Regions from separate parts of the Rattus norvegicus genome. Here regions 1 and 2 are each linked to region 3. The links are chromatin contacts, called in public Hi-C maps. All regions are on one chromosome and are shown on one strand. Each heading gives the region's core, a stretch centred on a gene start, on an enhancer-like site or on the middle of the called end of the contact. The rest is flanking DNA. Distances are from core to core; before and after follow the strand shown.

Evidence for each region. A called contact is a pair of places that touch in the nucleus more often than the background predicts.
Region 1: a Hi-C map of psoas muscle shows a contact between it and region 3, with 3 times the contacts expected there. The contact joins two enhancer-like sites. A contact is called at or near these places in 11 of 12 Hi-C or Micro-C datasets (the A7r5 cell line, the Rat2 cell line, Schwann cells and 7 more).
Region 2: a Hi-C map of liver shows a contact between it and region 3, with 3 times the contacts expected there. The contact joins two enhancer-like sites. A contact is called at or near these places in 7 of 12 Hi-C or Micro-C datasets (frontal cortex, hepatocytes, kidney and 2 more).

Annotation. Positions count from the first base shown.
Region 1 is chr6:77,303,230-77,306,959 of GRCr8, reverse strand. No RefSeq gene overlaps it. Among named protein-coding and RNA genes, the nearest start is that of Egln3, 110 kb to the left of the region's middle. Within about 2 kb of position 2,454, at least 2 of the 93 cell types and tissues checked have an H3K27ac peak or open chromatin away from gene starts, as enhancers often do.
Region 2 is chr6:77,397,561-77,401,459 of GRCr8, reverse strand. All of the region lies in intron 1 of Egln3 (egl-9 family hypoxia-inducible factor 3), which reads left to right. Among named protein-coding and RNA genes, the nearest start is that of Egln3, 12 kb to the left of the region's middle. Within about 2 kb of position 1,974, at least 42 of the 93 cell types and tissues checked have an H3K27ac peak or open chromatin away from gene starts, as enhancers often do. A contact at or near this core is called in liver, where this site is marked.
Region 3 is chr6:77,693,752-77,697,519 of GRCr8, reverse strand. No RefSeq gene overlaps it. Among named protein-coding and RNA genes, the nearest start is that of Sptssa, 200 kb to the left of the region's middle. Within about 2 kb of position 1,674, at least 7 of the 93 cell types and tissues checked have an H3K27ac peak or open chromatin away from gene starts, as enhancers often do. A contact at or near this core is called in liver, where this site is marked.

The DNA.
Region 1 (3,730 bases), core at 1,205-3,704, 390 kb after region 3:
TCTTATTGTATGCTATTTTTCTTGTGTGTATAGACACAAGTGCACTTGTGTGTGAATACATGTAGAGGTCATAGGCCAACCTCAGATGTCATTCCTCAGGAGCCATCCACACTGTTTAACAGATAGGAGCTCCCTTTGGGATCTGGTTTACTATTTAGACCAGGCAGGTGGTACTGATCCCCAGGGATCTTTCTGTCTGTGCCTCCCCAGGGCTAGGATTATAGATGCATGCCACCATACTTGGTTTATTATGTGGCTGTCTTAGTCAGGGTTTCTATTCCTACACAAAAATCATGACCAAGAAGCAAGCTGGGGAGGAAAGCGTTTATTCAGCTTACACTTCCACATTGCTGTTCATCACCAAAGGAAGTCAGGACTGGAACTCAAGCAGGTCAGGAAGCAGGAGCTGATGCAGAGGCCATGGAGGGATGTTACTTACTGACTTGCTTCCCCTGATTTGCTCAGCTTGCTCTCTTATAGAATCCAGGACTACCAGCCCAGGGACGGCACCACCCACAATGGGCTGGGTCCTACCACCCTTGATCACTAGTTGAGAAAATGCCTTACAGCTGGATCTCATGGAGGCATTTCCTCAAGGGAGGCTCCTTTCTCTCTGATAACTCCAGCTTAAGTTGATATACAAAACCAGTCAGTACAGTGGGTGAGGTTTGAACTCTGATCCTCATGCTTATGTGACTGAGTCATCTCCCCAGACCCAGTATTTGTCTTTTCTTACCTGTAGCTGTGATTTGATATAAATCTAACATTTGCCTTGATTTCATACATTCTTTAGATTTTTGAGCCATAATCTCCAGATTTTAATTTTTTCTTTTATTTTTATTTATTTATTTATTTATTTATTTATTTTTGGTCTAATCAGCTATCACTAAGAGGGCAAGGTCATGTGGCACAAACCACATGTTGTAGCTCCTTCACTTAGCTTGCAGGCAGGCTGCATTCATTCTCTGGAAAGAGTAAGCAAAAGTAAGTGGAATTTACCTCTGCATCCTTACTTACTCCCTATGGTCATTTACAGTATTATGTAAGAGATATTTCATTTGCAATATTGTAGAACACGCATCAAATAAACTCCAGCCCAGTCAGTTGTGCCTCAGCTTCTCTGTCACCTTCGATTCCTGGGTCTTGTCTGAATTGATGCAGCCATGACTGAGTAGGTACCACTCATAGTAGCTAAGGGGCATATAAGAAGACAACCTGTTTCTGCTGTTTACAGAGGCAATGACCGGGAGGCTAACAGCTATCCCACCATGTAGTGAGCAGTATAGGGGAAGCCTGCAGCCTTCGAACAATAAGCATACAGATGAGAAGGAATTACGCTCTAAGAAGGGCAGTGGAAGGGTCTAGTGGACAGTAGTTCCTGGGGGAACACATAGAACATGGGAACAGTTCACAAAACCCTCAGATCTGTGCCAGGTGCTTTATGCTTTGCTGTGTTCAAGTTTAGGAAGTAGGAGAGGATATAAACCCAGAATGAACTTTTTGATGGCAATGTGGATGGTTTGGGGGATCACCAGAATGGGGAACCAAGTAGCAAGCTATTGCTTTAGTGACAGGGATGGCGAGGGCTTGGCCTTGGCAGTGGGAGGGTCTATGGGAGGAGAGCTAGGACCAATTGGTGCAAATGGGGAGGGACAGAGTTGTCACTGTGGTGTGAGATTCCTCATTGGTCTGTGTTGGCAGTGTCCCTCTTTGATGAAGGGCTCAAAGAAAGGCCAAGGCTTGTTTTAGGTAAAAGATAATTAGCTCCATTTGTGGCAAGGAAGTGAAGAGATATGAGGCTTTGGTAATCAGGAGACCAATGTCTATGATTACTTGCAAAGGGCCCAGGCCTAGAACCAGCCCCATAGGTAGCTAGAACGTGTGTCCCTTGCATCTGGACTCCTGAGTCTCATATGTCTGGAGCCCTGGCTTGTTGTTGCTGGTTACCCACTAGGTCTCTGGCTATTTCACGGTGGCTGCTACCCTGCACACCTACTCTTGATGTCTCAGGAGTAATTGACTGGTGTTTCCTCCTCCTAAAGGCCCTGGTACTCCCTGAGCACTGCATATCTTAGATTAGCATATGCTAACCCTGCTGCTGACAGTCTCTATGGGTCCTTCAGCCTGTGGCCTCAGCCTTGAGCTGAGAACAGCTCAGAAATCCCTTTCCGACCTGTGGGGGACTTTCTAGAAGCCAGTCTTTGTAGCTGACATTCACCTTGCCTGGTCTGGAGGAGAGGGTGAAACGATTTGACTTTTAAATAAATAAATACATAAAAAAAGGTTCAGGCCTCTCTGTAGTTAGCAGGTTGGGAATTTTCTGTAGCCACTTACGGAAGAGAAGAAAGCTTTCAGATTAGCAACTTCTGTCTTTCAGAAGGCAAACAGAGGTGAGAGTCTCAATAAATCAAACATGAAGGTGTTGCCCCCAAGTGGCACAAAAGAGATTAGAGTCCAACTATCAGTTTCTATTAATGGCTCTTGAAGGCTTATGGAAGTAGGGTTGTTTTTAAAGGACACTGGCGAATTGCTGAGTTTGCAATTGGGTGGGGGTGGAGTCGTCTTTATGGTTATTTTTACGTTAGTGGTTGTTCCTATCCCAAGCCGGTGTGGCCCCACCTCTGCTACCGGCACCTGTTTTCAGCCCCTGCCCCACCACCCCTAGGCACCATTCTGTGGGTGTTTATCTGGAGTCAGATCCAGAGCAACTTGGGCTGCCTTATTTTTACTTATCCTGTGTCGACCTGCACATCTTCTCACATTGCCTTTCTGGGCAATGTCCTAGACCTTCGTCTTATGCTCTTTGGAAGGCAGAGTGCTAGTCTTAGTTCGTTTGGGTGAACTTGGCTAAGACTCCCCCCTCCCTTTTTTTTTCAAGACAAAATCTCTCTGTGTAGTCCTGGCTGTCCTGAAGCTCGCTTTGTAGACCAGGCTGACCCTGAACTCTCAGAGGTTCGCCTGTCTTTACTAGGCTTTACCGTGCACCACCACACCTGGCTCCCCACCCAAGCTCTTTTAAAGTTTTATTGTTGTTGTTGTGCTTCTCAATTCTTTGGCCCTGGATGGATCCCCAATCCATACAGTAATGGAGGTGGCTACACATTGGCAAAGTATGAGCCACTCTAGGAGGCATGTCATCCTGCCTGCTTCCTTTTATCCTCACATTTTCCACTGTGAGAGAAACCCATGTGTGTTGGCTAGTTTTATGTCGTCTTGACACAAGCTAGGGTCACTGAGGAAGAGGGAATCTCAATCGAGAAAATGCTTCCATAAAGTCTAACTGTAGGCCATTTTCTTATTCAGTGATTGATGGGGGAGGGCCCATTCCACTGTGGGTCGGACCACCCTTGGGGTGGAGGTCTTGGGTTTTATAAGAAAGGCTGAGCAAACCATGTTAAGTAAGCTACTAAACAACACCCCTGCATGGTTTCTGCCTCATCTAGGAACTCTAGGTTCCAACCCTGTTTGAGTTCCTATCCGGATTTCCTTCAGTGATGTAGAAGTATAAGTCAAATAAACCCTTGTGGTATGTGTTTCGGGGTCCAACTGTGGTTCCACATCCTTCACTTCCTCTAAGGATGCCCAGATGCCACTTCATACCAGGCTAGAAGTGATGTCCAAAGGGGATGGGGTTCTGTGGGATCCCAGGCCATCTGGGAGTGAGTGGGGGAGGGTGTGTGTGTGTGTGTGTGTGTGTGTGTGTGTGTGTGTGTGTGTGCGCGCGCGCGCG
Region 2 (3,899 bases), core at 725-3,224, 300 kb after region 3:
GCTTGTTTTGTTGTGTTTTGTTTGTTTGATGTCAGTCTGGTTGCCTCTACTGTCTTGAACCCACTCTTAGCTGGGGTGGGGGTGGGGAGGTGTTCTTGAGCTGTGGATCCTCTCCATGTCCCAAGTGCTGAGATGCCAGGCTTGACCCAGTATACCCTGATTCTGCATTGCTTATCTTGGAGTCGAAGGAAGGCAGTGTCATTCCTGGCCCCTCCAGAAAGAACAGCACTTATTTCAGATATCACTTCCCTTGGTAGTTTGGAAGCGGTGTTGAGTGGTGGAAAGTCGGCACTTCGGAACACTGGCTCCCCTACTTAGCTTTGTGACATCCAGTCCCTTCCTGGAGTCTGACTCTTGGTTCTCACTTTTGGTTGTGGGTTTTGCAGTTTTAAAAGTAGGTTTAGATAGAAAGCCCAGATTGACCTTGAACTTGTGACCAGGACCTTAGGCTTCTGCTAAAGACCAGGATTACCAGTATGTGGGGTCATACCTGGCAGTTCCCTACAACTTGTCTGTTGGGTCCATAGCTGTCTTTGAGGAACTTTGGGACCCATTGAATTAATTGCTTGACTTGGAGCCAGGCATCCTTATTTCTAGTTCCCTTTACATTCCTCAAAACCACAGAGGCATCCATTCCTCTCTGAGAAGCCCCCTCCTCCTACCCCTGGTAAAGGTCTTCTGGATGCCCGCCCCGCTTTAAGCCAGCAGTCTGCATCAAGTGAATTCTAATTAACGTGACTGTAGACGTTTTTGCGGCTTGTGAATTCTAATTAATGTGCCAGTAGCAGAGTTCAGATGTCTCCCAAACTAGCTTCATGCCCTCGCAGGGAAAATTGATCTCTTCCCTGGGATGCTTTTACTTGGTGTTTCTCATTTTCTTTTATGAACTTTTATGTTTCTTCAAAAGAAAAAAAAATTTTTTTCTGAATTGGCCATTTATCAGTTGACTTTGAAGCCAGTTTGGGAACCATAGTTTGTGTTGACATGACCTAATGAAGGAAGATGCTAGAAAGAATCCCCAAACATCCCAGAACATGGAAGGACAGCGTAACTGGCTGGGGAATGGCCCTGGGCTAACATGGGGAGTAGGCATTGGGAAAGGAGAGGGAGGGGAAAGCCCAGGGGCCTGTGTGGGGAGATGGGGTTGGGTTGTTTCTGCAGTGGTAACACAAGCCAGCGCTGCTGCTTTGCCACCAGATCTTTCCTGTCATTTCCTAAGCCATAGAGCTTGACAGCTATTTGCATGCCATTCTATAAGGTATTTAAGTCACCTCGGGATGACTTACAGACAGAACATGGGAAGGTGTGGGTAGGCCGACTCTCCACACCATTTTATGTGGAGGACTTTAGCATGTATTTTGGTATCTGAGGTAGGTCCTGGGGTTGTACCTTACATAGAACTGACGACCTTAATTCCCCCAGAAAGCTTGGGGACAAGCTAGTTAGTCTTGCGTCTTAGATGGCTTTCTTGTTAAGCTTTGGATTTCAGCCTGCTTGAGTGTTCGTGCAGTAACTGCATGTGAGCACTGCGTCTCCTGAGTTCCGACCGCACTGTCTTCTGGGTTGTGGAATCTTAGAGTGGGTGCGTTTTCTTTCCTAAGCTCTGGAATGCAAAGTTAGGATTCTCCTATCTAATCAGTGTTGCTTGAAGCCCCACCCCACCCCACCCTCACCCCAGGACATTTGATTGGTAGCTGTATCTGTTAATAAAGTCTTTTCTTACGGCTCACATTTAAACTGCCGTGAATTCCTTCCTGTTCTTTGGGATTGATTTAAGAAGGAAGCATACAGAGACCCATCCACAGCTGGCGTGGCCTTTCTCTACTGTGTGTGGTCTTCAGGGCACTACAGGTGAAGTTTGATTTTTCTGATAAGTTTTGTTTCTCACATTAAGGAAGTCAAATGCTGTGAGTCCCAACCCCACGTTGCCTTTCTGGTGACTAATGCATTTGTTCTCCAGGGACATGTGGTAACCTCTAGGTCCGTGTAATAACCTGGGTTAATGACTCCCTCTGAGAACGTGTGAACAACAGCCTTGACTCTGGGCAAGCTTCTGCTCACCCTTCCAGTAACCAGGCAATTAGACAGGTTCTGTGGAAGTGCTACCTGGGCGCTGAAGCTTTAGGAAGTGACATCTGCTAACATCTGGGCCAAAGCCTTGGGAAAGAGATGGCTAACCACTCCTCTCAGTGTCCTCTGGCTTGCTGGCCTGGCTGATTTTGTAATTGCCAGGAGGAAGCCCTTGCTGAAAGCCTTTCTCTGGTGACTGGAGAACGGCGGGGGAGGAGCCAGGGCTCCCCAGAGTCTGTCCCCTCCCCTGGCTGCCTGGCGGTGTGCTCGGGTGTGGGCTGGCCGCCACTCTCACGAAGCGCACGTAGCCCTGTCACTCAGTCATCTCCCAGCTGGCCTAGAGCCAGACCTCCACGGGAAGGGCTGCTTTCCCAAACCCAGACAGCCTGCGCTGATATGTGGATGTTACCAGGCCTGTTTACTGTGCCTAATTGCAGGACTTAGAAGAATCCCCTTCAAGCCAAGGAATTAGCTCTAGCTGAGAAAGGAGTGAAAATTGTCTCTTCAAGCCCCAGTCTCCTGAGAGTTTCAGGGGCTTCCTTGGGGGAGAGTGACTCACTCAGAACTCTGTGCACAAAGCGGGGACCCTCTGCGCAGTGGAATCTCAACGGGATACCATTAGATATTATAGTCTTGTGGTCTCCCATAGTTTTGTGCAAACTTGTGGACATATGTGTGTGTTGTGTGTGCGTGCGGGGGCGGTGTCTATGTACCCTCGTGAGTGTTTCTTAGAGTGTGGATCAGGAGCCAGTTTCTTTAACATGAAGATCTCAAAAGACGATGCTGGTACTTGGTACCTGTTAACTCATCAATATCACAGAACAACTACATAGGTGGTTATCTTCGGCATAATTGCTGGTGTTTGTCTGATCTGGAAGCTAGGGCCAAGTTCACCGAGGAGTGGCTGGAAAGTGAAGATGGTGAATTAATCTTCCCTTCTAGGTGCAGTGCCCCAGCCAGAACAGGAAGGGCAGGCAGACCCACTTCAAAGGAACTCAGCCGTTTGTAACACCCATTTGCAAAAGTCCTGAAGTTCCTTCTTGGTTGTGCAATTCAGGTGGAAGGGCACGCACATCACCACACCGCCTTGGCAGTGGTGTTAATGTGTAGCAGTACTCTGGGCGTGTGGGGTCAGGGAACGGCGCTGGTTTTAGTGTGAGCGTCAGGCATGTGAGGCGGGCAGAAGGAGTTTTCCTTATGAGACCAGACAGATAGGGAACATGAGCGATTTGGAGTTGGTTGAAAAGGACTATATACTTGACGTGCCCTGGACTCTGTCATCTTGAAACTTTGGGAAGAAAAGTGGGGGGGAGCTGGACACAGCCATGCTGCTGCCCACCAAACCACACTTTCTTTTCTTCCCCTCACTGGGTCACGTTGGCCTCTAACCAGAGGCACTCTAAGGGAGGAAATGGAAGGGCCTGATCGGAACCTTTGATAGGGATAACAAGCAAGATGCTAAGATAACTAATGACAGTTTGAGCCCTCGCCTACCTTTGTTCTCCGAGTGCTGGAGTTGCCTTCAGCTCCTTTCTTTACCCCATAAGTGCTTGAAATACATTTGTAAAAATTCTGAACCTGGGCAGTGAGGTGGCCCACCTGGTCGGGGAGCTTGCTACCCCTATGCTTGAGCACCTGAGTTTAGTCCTGGGGGACTCACAGGGAAGGAGAGAAGTGACTCCCGCCAGTTGTCCTCTGGCCTCTGAGTGTGTACACAGAAGCTTACACACACACACACACACACACACGCACACGCACGCACACACACGCACGTACATGCACACAAATCATAATAAGAAGAGTTTAAGAAGCCACTAAAAAATATTTCT
Region 3 (3,768 bases), core at 425-2,924:
CCCCACTAGCCTCGTGATGACCGGGCTGCTGGGTGGGTTGAAAATCTGTTCAAGTCTAAGTGTGGCAAGGATGGCTAGCTGTCCGCTAAATGTGTGTGCTGTTTCTTCGGAACCCCAAGCAAGACCGTTTCCCAGAAACCCTAGCATCTTAGTGTGGTCTGCAAATGAATCATTGCTGATGAGATGTGAGTAAATGTGACGTGGGCTGTGACTATTTGCTAATTTGCCCTCAGATCCACGTCCTTGTCCTCTTCCTGCACTGCTCATTTGTGTTGGAATGGCCCTGCTGGGTTGGACAGAGAGGAACTGGCGGGGTATGAGAGGGAGGGTAGTACAGGATCTATTTTAGGCCCTATATTTTGGCTTCAGGTAACACCTCTGTGGTCTCAGATAAAATATTCCAAGTTTCTATGGCTCTAGTCTGTAAATATACATATATCTAGAAAGACCATTTAAAGCACTTGTCAGTTATGTATGTCATGAAAACAAAGCAGGGAGGATCTCCCACTACTAGGACCCTTTGAGAAGTGTTGCAGCCAGAGTCTTGAGGTGATAGTAAGTCTAAAAAGGAATATGGAGAAGCCCCTCCTATGTGCAGGACTGAATGAGCTGCCTTCTAGCTTTCCTAACCCCATGCCCACCACTCTTCCTACTCGGGAAACCACTCTTCCTTTTCTTTACACAGACACAGTTCATACAGTTCTGTCACTTAAGGCACGTGGTTAGTACTGTTCAGCACATTCCCAGGGCTGAACAACCATCACCACAGTCAATTTTAGAGCCTTCCAACCCCTCTCAGCTATTACCGCTCACCTCGCCCCTACATTCCCTAATTGTATAAAAATAAAATCTTTGTTTCCATCCTAAAGGGAGAACATTAATCTGCATTAAATATGAAGGAGTCATTCAGCATACAATCCACTGTGGTGCCTGGCTTTTTTCACTTAGCACGATGACACTCTCCTCTTTCTTTGGAGTCTTAGTGTGTGTCAACGCTCCATTTCTTTCTGAGGAATGAGGAAGAGGCTATTCCAGCGTATGATCCAGTCATCATAGATCTTTGTTTCCACTGTTTAAGCTGTCGTGAATCATTTTGCTGGAATATCCACGTGTACATTTTTATTTAGACGTAGGTTTTCATTTCTCTTGGGTGCATACCTGAAAGTGTCTGACCTGTCCAGGGCTGCTTATAAAGTCCCAGGGTTGGAATGAGAGGACAACTTGTTTCCACTTTACCACTAGAAGCTTGGCTTCTAATGTGTGTGCACTTTTATTTATTTATTTTTTTAACCTATGAACTTGTACTCGGCAGCCCCAGCCCCGTGTGTTTGTTTTGGCCTACGTCAGCGTCACGGCATCCTGTTTTCTGTTGTTACCGCAGGCCTTCCTCATTCCTCCCGCTTCCATTTTGCTCACTGTAGGTTATTTTTCTTCCTTTGAGGCCTGTGTTTTGATTTTGGTGGGAATCTCACTGACTGTAGAAAAAACAAGAGGGATATCCCAGTTTCCATCACATTAAAGAGGGCATCACGTGTGAGAGGACAGGGGAGGCACGAGGAAAGAGCTCAAACCCCTGGAAGCCAGAGGAGGCACAGGGCTGGTCTCCACAGTGCCTGTGCCCTGGGCTGCTCTCCTGGCCTCCACCCAGCTCGCCCTGGCTCTTTACACAGTACGTGCTCCTCAGCACTTGTGTGAAACACCTGCTCATGGTGATTGCCAAAGGCCCAGGAGCTGTTGGAGACTCTATATCCTGTTTGGGAATTGTTTCAAATGAAACCAATGACTCTTCCCTGCATCAAGACGGGTGTTTTTTAAGGGCAAAGGAGGGGATCTACAAGGACTGGTGCTTCAGGGAAGTGGTGCTCTGCACAGCAACCTCAATCTGCCCGTGGCACCTCCCCCTCTTTGCAGGTTCTCAGGGGCTGGAGGACAGCCCCAAGCTGCTGTGGGAAGGTCCTGGGAATCTGGGTAAAGATGCTTCCCGGTATCTTCTCCACCTTGATCCTCTGGTCAACTTTTCTTCTCCGTGTTCCTCATTCCACTGACATTTGCTGAGAGTCCTGTGCCCAGTGCAGCTCCCGCCCCTGGGACACAGGTCTGTTCTCTGATTTCCTGGGATTTACAGCCTTTAATTTCCCGTTTCTTTCCACGGTTTTCTCTAGCCTCCTTTTACTCCTTTCTGGTTTTCCTGTTCTTTTCTGTGCTCATGCGTTAAAGGGACAGACATATAAAGGACGTGTTCCCACGTCAGTGTTTCGTTGTCTGCATTTACGGGCAGAGACAATTTAGAGCTGGGAGGCCTAAGGGTCGGTAACCTGGGTCTGCATTGGCCTCATCTCTTGAAGAAGACGAGCAGAATTCAACATCTCTATTAAGAAATTTGATAACGGCCAGATGTGGTAGTGCACTCCTGCCATCCTAGCACAGCTGCTCTCAACTTGTTGTGGTGGTCCCCAACCATAAAATCACTTTGTTGCTACTTCATAACTACAATTTTGCTACTGTTATGAGTAGTAGTGCATATCTGATATGTAGGAATCTTGATATGCAGCCCTCAAACGGGTGGTGACCTACGGGTTGATAAACATTGTGCTAGCATTAAGAAGGTAGAAGCAGGCAGAACCAGGACCACCAGTGCTATACAGTGAGACTCATTAATAAAAATATCCCATACCCACAACCAACCAACCAACCAACCAACCCCCACTCCCCACCTCTGCAAAATGCATCCTCATCTAACCTATGCTCTGGTGGTAATGCTGCCCAGTGAAATTAAGCTCTAGGGAGTGTGTGTGTGTGTGTGTGTGTGTGTGTGTGTGTGTCCACACACATGCTTGAGCATACAAGACTATCCTCCTAGCCAAACAACTGTCATCTCGGGGGTTCGACTGTTCCTGTTTGCCAAAGATTGTCCCCACTGCTGGGACTGTGGATGGGTTACATCCCCTCACAGAGGGGTGGGAAGGGTGCCGAGCCTGTGAAGGTCATCTGTGTACCTAGCTGCTTCCAATCACCCACAGCCCTTCCCCAAGTGCACTTGGCCTCAAGGAGGGGCTAGTGCATCTAGGCTGGGAAAGGGTAGGGAGGGGACATGTGTAAGAGTAAGCACCTCATCATGTTCTAACCCAATAACCACGTTAGTCTGTCTACTGGGACCTTAGGAGGAAAGGCAGATGCTGTTTATGTCTCCTCTTGGGATGGGATTTTGGAAACAAGTGTGTAAGGACTGTCTGGAGGGCTGGGACAGGACAGAGCAGTGCAGACCAGAGGCACTAGAAGGTTCACAGGCCTCCCTGACCATTTGGTCTACACCCTGTCAGGGCTGTGGGTCTGCAGTCCTTCGTATGCTCACATGTTGGCATGACTGAGCTTTGGGGCCCTAGCTCTGACCTGGCTGATCCTAGACTTTTCTCCTTCACAGTCAGATGTGAGCCAGGTCCTTTGCATCTGCCCTGCTCACCTCTCTTCTGGGGGAGATGCCCTGGTTGTTTCTCTGACATCCCTGGCTTCGTAGGCAGCAATTTGGCTACTATGGAACTATTTCAATTGGTTTGGGCACAGGAATCATGGGATTCATAGAATCCCATACTGGTAAGCTGAGAAAATGCAGAAGCTGGGGCAGTCCCAAGGAGCCCAGCAGACAAAATCCGTGGACCTTCCCTAGGATCCCGACATTAGCATGGTTCAGCCTTCGCACCTCCTGTTATAAACAGTCAGTAGGAAGGTGTGTGAATTCCTTGTGCTTTGAAATCCACCCCAGCCCATTTA